Regions from separate parts of the Sus scrofa genome. Here region 1 is linked to region 2. Evidence: chromatin contacts called from public Hi-C data. All regions are on one chromosome and are shown on one strand. The core of a region is the stretch at or near the end of the contact, and the rest is flanking DNA. Distances in the headings are between cores, read along the strand shown. Region 1 has its middle 8.1 kb from the start of MIR365-1. Region 2 has its middle 63 kb from the start of MIR365-1.

Evidence for each region. Hi-C and Micro-C count contacts between places; a contact is called where the count stands out from the background.
Region 1: a Hi-C map of liver shows a contact between it and region 2, with 2.3 times the contacts expected there. A contact is called at or near these places in 1 of 5 promoter capture datasets (liver), 9 of 47 Hi-C or Micro-C datasets (embryonic fibroblasts, fetal skeletal muscle, liver and 2 more) and 1 of 2 datasets of targeted methods (skeletal muscle).

What each region holds. Positions count from the first base shown.
Region 1 is chr3:28,913,224-28,919,311 of Sscrofa11.1, forward strand. No RefSeq gene overlaps it. Among named protein-coding and RNA genes, the nearest start is that of MIR365-1, 8.1 kb to the left of the region's middle.
Region 2 is chr3:28,842,185-28,848,002 of Sscrofa11.1, forward strand. No RefSeq gene overlaps it. Among named protein-coding and RNA genes, the nearest start is that of MIR365-1, 63 kb to the right of the region's middle.

The sequences.
Region 1 (6,088 bases), core at 1,693-4,192, 70 kb after region 2:
GCCCGGGGCAGGCTGCCTTTGAGGCAGGATTTTGGAGAATCCTGGGTAATTAAAGGAATCATTGCTGGGTTTTCCTGCAAGAATGACAGGGGTGATAGTTCATCTTGTTCAAAAGCCAGGGTTGCAGGGCGGAGAAGGGGAGGCATATCTACCTATCCCATGGGGGTGTCTTTTCCCTCCCTGGCCCCCAGACCCATACTTGGGCCTGAAATCTTCCCCGAGAAGAGGCTGAGCTGCTGAATGTCCAAAATGTCCCTTAGCAAAGCGCAAAAGGAGTACCTGGGGTGCCTCCAGCAGCCCCACACACCCCATCCTGCTAAAGTTTAGTTATTTGTGCTCTTAATTGTCTTATTAAAGTCAAATTTGCTGCTTGCCCAGACTGGGGGAAGTGATTTCCATCTTAATAGCTCAATTAGCCTCCGGGTTCTGGAAAGGCCACCCCCCAACACACACCTTTTCTCCCCACTTTAAACCCCCTCCTTTTTTCACAACTTCTCCTAAAAATAAATTATAAATATGGATGTGTCCTCAGAGGATCTGAGCCGCACATTCCAACGCTCCCCACGGTGGGGCTTGGAAGCAGGAGAAACCAGAAACGCCACTCCCCCGACCCTCAAATCAAAATGCCTTTTCTCTTTTTTCTCCTAACTTTTACCAGAGCAACTTGGTGAGGTCTTGGGCCCTGACACCTCGATCCGCACCCCGGAACCTAGATTTTTTTTTTAACTCCTGTCCAGCAAAATAAAGCCAACGTGCTATGGCCGCCTGCTCCTTGGTGGGAGCGGCTGCCAACTTTACTTCGGGGAGGTGGTAACTCTCTGGGGACTGTGCTCCCGGCTTTCTGGGACGTCCCCCGGGGCTCGGCCCTGGGAGGCTGGCACGGGCCCCCCAGCCCGTGCCAGCGCGGCCCGGGGCGCACGTGGAGTGGCGAGGTGCGGCGGGCGCCGACGGCCGTGCGGGCGGCCTGCTCTCCGCACGGCATTGATATCGGGGTCACGCAGCGAGTCAGTTTCCCGAACGGGCTTTCCGGGGTGGGGGCGGGGTGGCAAGCTTGCAAATCGCCTCGTTAATTTCCCAGCCTGGGCATTAGGGAGGTGGGGGGCTGCCTCACCCCCATCCCACCTCCTCGCCTAACACGCCCCTCTCGGGAGCTAAGGAGGGAGGAGGGGGTGGAGGGAGCCCAGCTCCGCCGCCTCGGGGGGTGGCAGCGGCGGCGGCGGCGGCGGCGGATCCCCTCCCAGACAAGCGTCTAGCGCCGGGTCCCGGGAGAGCCGCGCGCTTCCCCCGCCGCCACCTCCCAGGTCGCGTTGCCACCCACCCCCCCAAGCAGCCGCCCCGCACCCCCTTCTGCCCCGGGGGGCCTGGGCACCCACCTGCCGCGGCTCCTGCCCTGGCCCGGGGGAGGGGTGCCATGCAGGAAAAACGGGGAGACTCACCGCCGCTGCCTCCTCCGGGGGTGCAGGGGGCCCCCCGGGGCTGCGCCTTCCCGGGCTCCCGGGAGGCGTGTGCGGGGCTGGGGGCGCCCCGCGGGCCCTGCCGCCTCCGCCTCGATTAGAGTCCAGCCTCAAATCCTTCACCATGGTGCGTGTCGGGGGGACATTCAGAAAAATATCCCCCCACCTCCCCAGAGCAGATCCAAGTGATGGGCGGGGGGCGTAGAAAAGCCTTTCCTGCCGAGAGCGCGGAGCCGACGGGGCTGCACCCGGCCTCCACGGTCCGCTGCCGCCACAAAGCCGCGCCCCCGCCCCCCCACCCGGCCCGGCCCCCCCTCCCGCTCCCCGCACCCCACGCCCTATGGCCGGCCCGGGGCGGGGGCTGGGTCAGCCCGGGGTTGGTCGCGCTGGGGAGGCGGCGGCGCGGCGGCGGCGGCCCAGGCGGCGGGGCGGCTCCTCCCCGGCCCGGGAGAGAGGGCGAGAGCCTGGAAGCCGAGCGCGCCCGCCTGCCCCGGGTGGGGGCTGGGGCGGGGGCCGGGGGCGGGGGGGGGCCTTCCTAGAAACCCTCGCCAAATATAGTCAGCGGATAGGGGCATTCCTAGAAATGCGGCGGCGACGTCAGCCTGGACCTGTGGGGGCAGAGCCTGGGGTTCTCCAAACTGGGGGGCACGGGGAGAGGGGAGGTTCCCCACCTCCAGTACCCCCGTGGCCCGGAGGAGGGAGCCTAGGCTGGGCCTCCCTCCTGGGGGGCGGGTAGGATTCCTCCAAATGCGCTCCCGGGATTCCTCAGCCAGGGGCGTCTGAATGGGGACACATCTACTTAAAATTCAGACTCGCCCCCCCTCCTCCTTTCGGGAACACTCCGTGCCAGTCGGCGCTTTGAGCCCTTCCTCCGATTTTTCACACTCCCCCGACCCACCGTAGAAGTAGGGGCTGCAGCAACGCTGGCTCCCACACCTGGCCACCTACCCCCTTGGTGGCCCCTTACCACCTCTGGCATCACCGGAGTCCCCTAGAAGCCCCAAGTTTGACATGGGATGGGCGTGTTCTGATCCCAAGAACTCCCCCAAAATACCAACCCACCTTCAGGCCAAAAAATAAAGTTGTGCTTCCCCTTCGCCATTCCAAAGCCCCCCTGTTTCCACTTTCACAGTGCCGGGCTCTGGGAGATAGGCTGGAAATTGGGGAGTGGGGGTGGGGCATGAGCGTACCCTCGCTACCCCCCAAAGATCTGACCCCTGGTGCTGACACCCGCTCCCCTCCCCCTATAAGCCACTCCCCCCTCCCCAAACTACCTAAGGTTCCAACAGTTAGGGTGACGATCCCTCACAACCCAGTGACCTCTCGGAAATCTGCCCCCCACCGCACCCTTTTCCCAGAACCCCCAGATCATCCCAGAAGTGTTGATGAGGATCCCGAAGAGGATCCACATAACTGAGACATGACTAGTCCCCTAGAACCGCCAGGCCTCTTTTCAAGTAAATGTGACTGGACTCAGCCTCCCAGGATCATAAAAAATGTATTTGCTGTCCTCTGTTGGCCAATGGGTGTCACACTCAGAAAGCACATCCCTCAGCCCAGTGGGCGCTTCTGATGCCGTCAGCGGGGGTCCTAGGGACCCCAGCCAGAGGAGATGAGCCACACAGCCCCCTCCTCTCCTTCTGCTCCAGCTGCACTCCCACTTTGCCCCCACGTCCCTGGGAGGGGTGTCCTGGTTTGCAGCCACCAAACTGGACTTAGACCCACTGGCTTTGTGGCTTATGTCTCTTTTCCCTCTTGGGCCCCAATTCCAGAAGTCTGGAGGGCCATGCTCAAGGAGAGGCAAGGAAATCTGTGGTCGGGGGGCCTCTGGGCTCAGTTTGGGCTGGGGGACTGCCCCCCCACCATGGTTTCTCCAATAGCAGCCTAGAGGTGCAAAGGGGGGCTAGGTCAGCCCCCTCTTAAGGCAAAGGACTGATCATTGGATCATTGCTAATCATCAACCCCATTTCCTCTTGAGGACCTACTATGTGCCTAGCACATGGAATTACTTTTTTTTTTGGCTGCGCCATCAGCATGTGGATGTTCCTGGGCCAGGGACTGAACCTGTGCCACAGCAGCAACCTGAGCCCCTTCAGTGACCATGCCAGGGCCTTAACCCACTGCACCACATGGGAACTCCCTGCAATTGCTCTCTTAATGGAACTCAACCCATTACCTTACCTCCGAAGCTTAGAGGTCAGTGGTTCATTGAACTGATGCTTGCTTGCCTCCTGTGTGCCAGGCACAGAGCTGACACTGTGGCCACCGTGGCAAACAGGACAGGTCCTTCCCCTTAAGGAACTCATCATCTCAGAGAGACCCACATTAGCAGGGAATTACCACGCTGCTCTCATGGTCTGGGGCATGAGCTCTAGAGCCCCGCTGCCTGGGGTCAGGGCACCACGAGGCTGCGGCTGGGCGAGGACACCCCACCTGGTCCCACCCTGCTGCCGCCATCAAGGCTTCATCGTCTCCTCTGTCCCCTCTTGTGGGTAGAGCCAAAGGGAATGGGCCTCCTGCCACTTCCCAACAGCTGCAAGTCCCTGGGCCCTGTTGAGCCTCCCTGGCCCCAGTTTCCTCACCTGTAAAGTGGGAGTTATAATCTCTGCCTTAATGGACGTTTAGGGGGATTAAATGAGACACAGTCTATGGAGGAGGTTTTGGCCATCTAAATTTTTTTCTCCTGTATATTCTTTTTCTTATTTTGTGGTTAGAAGTTGCAGTTTTAAGTATGTTGACAGAACATAGCAAAAGCTTCCTAGGAAGTAGAAAAAAAGAACTTAAAAATACTGGGAAAATGGGCTTCCTGAGCATATTTACAGACTTTGGCTTAATACCTACTCCATTGGAAATTAATTATGTGACTTTTATAGGAGCCTTAATATTTCCAATCACTTGGAGTAGGGAGGGGACATTTCAGTGCTTTTCCGTCTATACCCAAGGTGGAAAGTCACTCCGTTTCTGGCTGTAAAACCGACAAACACCAGAAATGGTCAGTCTGACATCCTGTTGACATACTGTTCTGTTCCCTCGTCGAAAGATGTTTCTGTTAAGTGTCCCTTTGCTTCTTTGTCCTCGTTGCTCTGATCTTCCTACAGCTTCAGGTATGTTTCGGATTTCTTCTCTTGTTGCTCTCGTTCTTGGGGGGAGGAAACCAGTTGGCCAAATTCATAGGTAAAGTTAAAAACCAAGAATGGGGCTCTTCTTCGAATGTTGACATCCGACTGAGAAGGGCCTCTGAGCTCGTTCACCAGAAAGTTGGCGGTGCTGGGTGTTATCACCTGGACGGAGGAAAAAAACTGGGCCAGCAAGAGGGGTGGAGTCCAGGCAGGTGTAGCCCATCCGAAGCCGGCCCCTCTGGGGAGCTGGCGGAGCAGCGGCCTGGCTCAGAGTCTTGCAGGAGCTGCCCCTCCACCCACATCTGTGTGTGGAGCCCTGGGATTCTGGAAGCTCCCCTCCTCACCCCCAGGAGCTGGGTGCAAAAGGCAAAAACAGGCTCTGCTGGGACCCACAGGACCCATGGCAGCAAGGCCCTGCCTTTACCTTGAACTTTAAAAGTGCCCTAAAATGCGTCCCTCTGATCCCTTCGAGGCCTGCCCTTGCCCGTCCTGGCTCAGCTTCCCGTGACTCAAGCTAGCGGCGGGCCTGAAATCCAGTGACGCTACGGAAGCATCGCCAGACTCTGGAAAACAGCCCACTCCTCGGCCAGAAGCCCCAGAGGCCCACCCTGGCCTTCTCCCAGGAAGGAGCCCCACCCGCACCCAGGTATCTGGCCCCGGGGAGAGGGCCGAGCCCCCAGGCCAGAACCTGGCAGAAGGAGCCTCCGGGAAAGGCCTGGACTCCTGGCTCCCAGGCCCAGAGAGAGAGAGAGAGAGAGGGAGGGAGAGAGGGAGGGAGAGAGAGAGGGAGAGAGAGAGGGAGAGAGAGAGGGAGAGAGAGAGAGAGAGGCACGAGCATGGGTGCTGGCCTCACCTTGCTTCTCTGTAGGTTTTGCTCAGGGCTTTCAGGATGGAGACCAGAGGACCTCGCCAACACCCGGTCACTGCCATCTCCTGAGACGCCTAGAATGTTGAAAATGAACACCTTCCAAAGCAGGAATGCAAAAATGATTATACAATAGGTTTTTAACATCTGCATGGAATAAATGTGTACCCTTAAAAACCAGATACACACAAATAGGAACGCAGTCACAGCAGTGCAGTTAGGCTAGACGTGGGACAGTGGCAGGATTTACATAGGGTACATTCTATTTTTTTTTTTTTTTTCTTTTTAAGGCTGCACTTGCAGCATATGGAAGTTTCCAGGCCAGGGGTTGAACTGGGGCTGCAGCTGCTGGCCTACACCACAGCCACGCCAGATCTGACCCATATCTGCACCTACACCCACCACGCACGGTAATGCCAGATCCCTAACCCACTGATTGAGGCCAGGGATCAAACCCTCATTCTCACAGACACTATGTCAGGTTCTTAACCCAGTGAGCCACAGTGGGAACTCCCAGAAAATACATTCTTATGTGCTTCTGGCGAGATTCATGGGACAGAAGTTTGGAGTGGCCTGATGGCCACCTTGCTCCCTCAACCCTATCAGGAGGTGGCTGTGGCCACCCTTAGGATATCTTCTGGAGATAATGT
Region 2 (5,818 bases), core at 2,492-4,991:
TGGAGGATAATGTGAGAAAAAGAAGATATATGTGTGTGTGTGTGTATGACTGGTCACTTTGCTGTACAGTAGAAATTGACAGAACATGATAAATCAACTATAATTGAAAAAAATAACTAAAAAAAAGAAGAAATAAAAAAAAGAAATGGTATTTAGAAACCAACAGCTGAATATTGTGTGCTCACTGCTACTGGGGTGTCATTGCACTTAGACCATTTCAGTGGACAGAGATAGAAAATATATTGATACCCGTATACATATTAATATTTCTGATTCAAATTTCAGTTGGCAAGAGTTATTTCTTAATGACTTTTTATTGCATTAAAAAATATGACATAAAATTTACCATCTTAACCATCTTTAAGCAAACAATTCAGGGACATTAAGTACCTTCACATTGTTTTGCAGCTATCACCCACCATCCCTTATCACACAGTTTTTATCATCCCAAACTGAAATGATACACTCATTAAAAAATAACTCCCCAGAATCTCCTTGTGGCACAGTGGGTTAAGGATCCTTTGTTGTCACTGCAGTGGCTTGGGATGCTACTGTGGTATAGGAACTTCCATATGTCATGGGTGTGGCCAAAAAAAAAAAAAAAATCCCCATTACCTTTCCTTCCCAGCTCCTGGTAACCACCAGTCTCCTTTCTAGGCATGTGACTACTCTACATACATCATATAAATGAAATCATATAATATTCATACTTTTGGGACTGGTTCTTTCCTTCCTTTTTTTTTTGGTGGAAGTTCTCAGGTCAGGGATTGAACCTGTGCCACAGCTGCTGTGATGCTGAATCCTTAACCATCTGTGCCACAAGGGAATGTCTGTGACTGTTTTTCTTTCAATTAACGTAATGTTTTCAAGGTTCATGCAAATTGTAGCATGTGTCAGAATTGCCACCTTTTTCAAGACAGCATAATATTCCATTGTATATTTATACCACATTTTGCTTATCCATTTATCAGTTTGTGGAGCTATGACTTGTTTCTACCGTTTGGTTATTGTGAGTAATGCTGCTATGAACATGTGTGTACAAATACCTATTCGTTTGAACTACTTTGACATTATATCTATAATTCTTTTCTCTTACACCGAAAATCTAATAACATTCATATTTATCCTTTGCTTTATCCTACAATAAGTATAGCATATTTCCAAAATTGTAATAGCAATGACTTCTAAAATAAACCTACAGGAGATGGAAAGATTAATGGGGAGAGGGGAACGAGGAATGACTGCTTAATGGTTTGGGGATTTTATTGGAGGGGAGAAATGAAAATGTTTTAGAACTAGATAACAGCAATGGTTGCATACCATTGTGAATGTACTAAATGCCGTTGACTTGTAAGCTTTCAATGGGTTAGTTTTATGTTTTGTGAATTTCACTTCAATTTTTAAAAAACCCATGGGTGCTGTTTAAGATTCCTTCACATTTCTTTTTGTCCTTAGAATGTATCACTCTGAGGAAGTGCAGTCCGATCACTGTGTTCAAAAGTTCTGAGAAATACTCTTCTCAGTGTGGTTATCAATCTGATAGACACTTGGGTTCACTTGTTTCTGTTTTGGATTCATATTGGGGGGTTGCTTTCTTTTCCTCTTATCTCATTTACAGAGAATAAAACAACACACAAATAAAATGAGGTCAGGGATGCCACTCACATCCCTCCCCGCTCTACTCCAATCCCAACCAGCTTCCTTTGCGTGACCATTTTCACCAGTTTCTGTTCATTTTCCTTTCTTTTTGCAAAAATAAATATAACAGGGAATTCCCACTGTGGCGTGGTGAGTTAAGAACCTAACTGCAGCAACTTGGGTCACTGTGGAGGTGAGAGTTCAATTCCTGCCTGAGAACTTTTATATGCTGTGGGTACAGGCATAAAAAATACAAACAAAAAAAAAAACCCAAAAAAGGTAGATATAGATATTCTTATTTCTTCTTGTCTAATACAAAAGCGTGCTATATTCACCATTATAGGCCTTGTTTTTTGTTTTTTCTTTTTTGCTTAAAATATAAACAACAAGGAGTTCCTACCATGGCTCAGTGGTAACAAACCTGACTAGTATCCATGAGGATGCAGGATCGATCCCTGGCCTCGCTCGATAGGTTAAGGATCTGGTGTGGCCATGAGCTGTGGTGTAGGTCGCAGCTGTAGCTCTGATTGGACCCCTAGCTTTGGAACTTAATATGCCACAAGTGTGGCCCTAAAAAGACAACAAATAAAATAAGCTATAATAGCATTTTTATCAAACATTGTGAATAGTTTTCAGTTTGTAGTTTGCCTTTCACATCTGCATAGAACAAAGATGAGGAAAAGTGTTCCTGCAGGCTGTCAGGGGTGACTGCTGTGGGGGTTGGAGGGAAGTTTTGAAAATTGAATAGAATTTACTCGGGGAAGCAGGGGAGAGGCAGCTGGGAAAAGCCTGTAGCAAACCAAGGAGGCCTCAGAGGACTGGGTCCAGGACCAAGCCCCTAAGGCAGGGGTGGAGATGAGGTTTGAGGTGCTGGGGAGCCACCGAAGGCTCTAGAGCCACTGGGTGGCTGGTGCCTCTGGTTGGTGATGGATCCAGGGCTGGGAGGGGCAGCTTAGAGGGTGGCTTAGAGCGTTTCCTGGGACCCTCTCTGGGCTCTTAGATTCAGAGCTGAGGGCAATTCTGGTGGCTCCCGAGACCTCTCCCTCCCCTGCTGCCCTCTCTCTGCCCCCGGGGTGACTCCACCCTGTACCCTTAGGTCCTCCCCCTCCCATCCTCCACCCAGGGCCTCCCTGTTCCTCTGGAAAGATCTAGGCCCCAGTAAAAGCATGTACCCATTTGTGGGGACGTGATCTTCGAGCCCACGCCTCCTTCTCACCCCTTGGCCACAGCCTCGGTGTGTGTCCTGGGGTTCACGGGATCATCTCAGTGCGCTGGGGGCCCTTGAGGAGCTGGGGGAGCAGCCGAGAACAGCCATCCAATCCCAGAGCACCTCTTCCAAAGCCCAGGAGGCTCTCTGGACCCTGGGGAGAGGGAGAGCAGAGAGAAGACAGCCTCGGGCCTCTGAGCGGAGTGGCCCAGAGCAGATGTCAAAACGACTTCCCCCACCACCCCTTTATCTCGGCAGAGAAGAAGGACCCTGGGCTCCTCAAAGGATCGGGGTCAGGTGGGGGCCAGGGGTCCGCATAGAGCTCACCATAGTCAAGCAAGAGATGTGCCCTGTTCCTGTGCCCCTGCCTCCCCCTGCCCAGGCTAAGTGCCCGCCCCGCCACACCCTTCCTTTGGGTCAGCGGGTGCCAGGAAGCCCTGAGTGACCTTATCTGTGGGGACACAGTTGGACCCAGTGGGCCTGAAGATCCTTCGATGTCCAAACTGAGATTCTTTCCTGTTTTAAACAGTCGTATTCAAATATAGATCACGCACCATACGTTTCAGCCATTGGCAGGTGCCATCCAGGGAGTTTTAGTGTGTTTACAGACAGGTGCAACCATCCCTAGTGTCAATTTTAGAACGTTTTCAACCTCTCAGAAAGAAACCTGGTACCCATTAGCTCTCCGCCCTCCCCTCCGCCCTCTCTGGAGCTCCAGACCCCACCATCTGCTTTCTGTTTCTTGCATGTCCCGAGTTGGACTTTGATATGAATGAAATCATGGACTACGTGACCTTTTGTTTCTGGCTGCGTTTCGCGTTTTCAAGGTTCGTCCGTGTCCTGGCCCGTGTCGGGACTTTTGATGGTGGATGATCCTCCATCGTCTGGACACATTCCATTTGGCTCGTTCAGTCGTTGATGGACATCTGGGTGGTTTCCGCTCTTCGGCTCCCGTGAATGGCGCTGCTACAAACATGTGTATGAGTTTTTGCGTTGGGGCTAAGTCGTCCGTTCTCTTAGGTACGTACGCAAGAGGGCAACTGCTGGGTCACAGGGTCACGCTGTGTCCCGCTGTGGGAGGAACCACCTGACTGTTCCACAGCAGCTGTGCCGCTTTCCAGGAGGGTTCTGATCCGCTTCTCCATCCTTCCTCCTCTGTTCGAGGTTCTGGGGTGCAAAGGACAAGCTCTCCAGTCTAATGGGCTGCACAGTCCTGTTGGTCTCTTCCCACCTGTCCAGCCCCGCCTTCGATGTGAGAGCTTGCTCAGGAGGAGGTCACAGCAAACAGAGGATGACGCTCTCAGAACGTTCTGTGTCCTCTGCTCTAACTCCTGCCAGAGTCCCCGATGCGGGCACTGGCACACGATGGCCAGTTCTGGGATAAGGAAGCTGAGGCTCTGAGAGGTGATGAAACTGGCTGGGTATGAAACAGCTACCTAGTGACCAAGCTGGGATTTGAACCAGGCTGTCCGAGCCCAGAGCCTGTGCTCATAACCACCCGTCTACACTGCCAGTGCCCCCTTGGTCTCGAGCCCTGGTGGGGCATCTCATGGGGAGAGGGCTCCTGTTCTGCCCAGAGAGCCTAGGGCTGGAGTTCCGATGGTGTCCCTGACCCTGGGGGACAGTAGGGGTCGGTAGGGACTGGTCCCAGGTCCATTGTCTCAGTTGGCACCTACGTAAGTTCATGTTGCCCAAGCCTTCTGGCTGGTTCACTCGGAGGCAGGAGAAGGAGCTGATGCCCCAAATAGCAGTGCTCCTTCCCTTGGCCCCCCTGCCTCCTCCCTCCTGGGGTCTGTCCTCAGCTAGATGGCCTGGAGGGGGTACACGTGGGCACAGCCACCCCCCTGGCAGTCCCTGTATCTGCTTTACAGATGAAGAAGGCTGCTTGGGGCCGTCCCACCCTCGGGCAGGGTCTACCCAGGGTTGGGGGGGCCTTCACTTACCTCTCTGGGTCCAGGAGGCCTTCTCGTTAACAGCTTCCTCGAGGTGTACTTAACATTCCCCAAATATTCATTTGTTTGAAGTGCACAATTCTATGAATTTTGGTCAGTTCACAGCTGGGCCATCCTCATCACAATCTCAGTTTACATTTTCATCCCGGAAAGGAAGCCTCTGCCCACTTGCTGCCATTCCCCCGCCGACCCTCAGATCCAGACAGGCACCCAGCTGCTTTGTGCTTCTCTAGGTTTACCTTTTCTGGCTGTTTTATATAAACAGAATCATACTGTATGTGGGGTTTGTCCCCCTTTTTTCTTTTTCCACGACACCCATGGCAGATGGAGTTCCTGGGCCAAAGAGCAGATCCAAGCCACAGTTGCAACCTATGCTGCAGCTGTAGCAGTGCTGAATCCTTCAGCCACTGTGCCAGGCCGGGGATCGAACCTGCATCCTGCCTATAGAGATGCTGCCAACTCCACTGTGCCACAGTGGGAACTCTTTGTACATGGTCTTTTGTGATTGGCTTTTTTCACTTAGCATGCTTTTTTGAGGTTCATCCATATTGTAGCAAGTATCAGAATGCGCTCCTTTTTTTGGAGTTTCCGTCATGGCTCAGTTGTTAATGAATCCAACGAGGAACCATGAGCTTGTGGGTTCAATCCCTGGCCTTGCTCAGGGGGTTAAGGATCCAGCATTGCCATGAGCTGTGGTACAGATCGCAGACATGGCTCAGATCTGGTGTTGTTGTGGCTGTGGTGTAGGTGGGTGGCTATAGCTCCGATTGGACCCCTAGCCTGGGAACCTCCATATGCCACAGGTGCAGCCCTAAAAAGACAAAAAAAAAAAAAAAAAAAAAAGAATCCACTCCTTTTCATGGCTGAGTAATATTCCATTGCGTGGAGTGCCACTGTTGTGTTTATCTATTCATGAGTTGGCGGACATTTGGTTGTTTTTACTTTGGAGCTGCTGTGAATAATGCCACTATAAATATGCCTGCATAAGTCTATGCAAATGCTATGCTTCCACTTCTTTTTC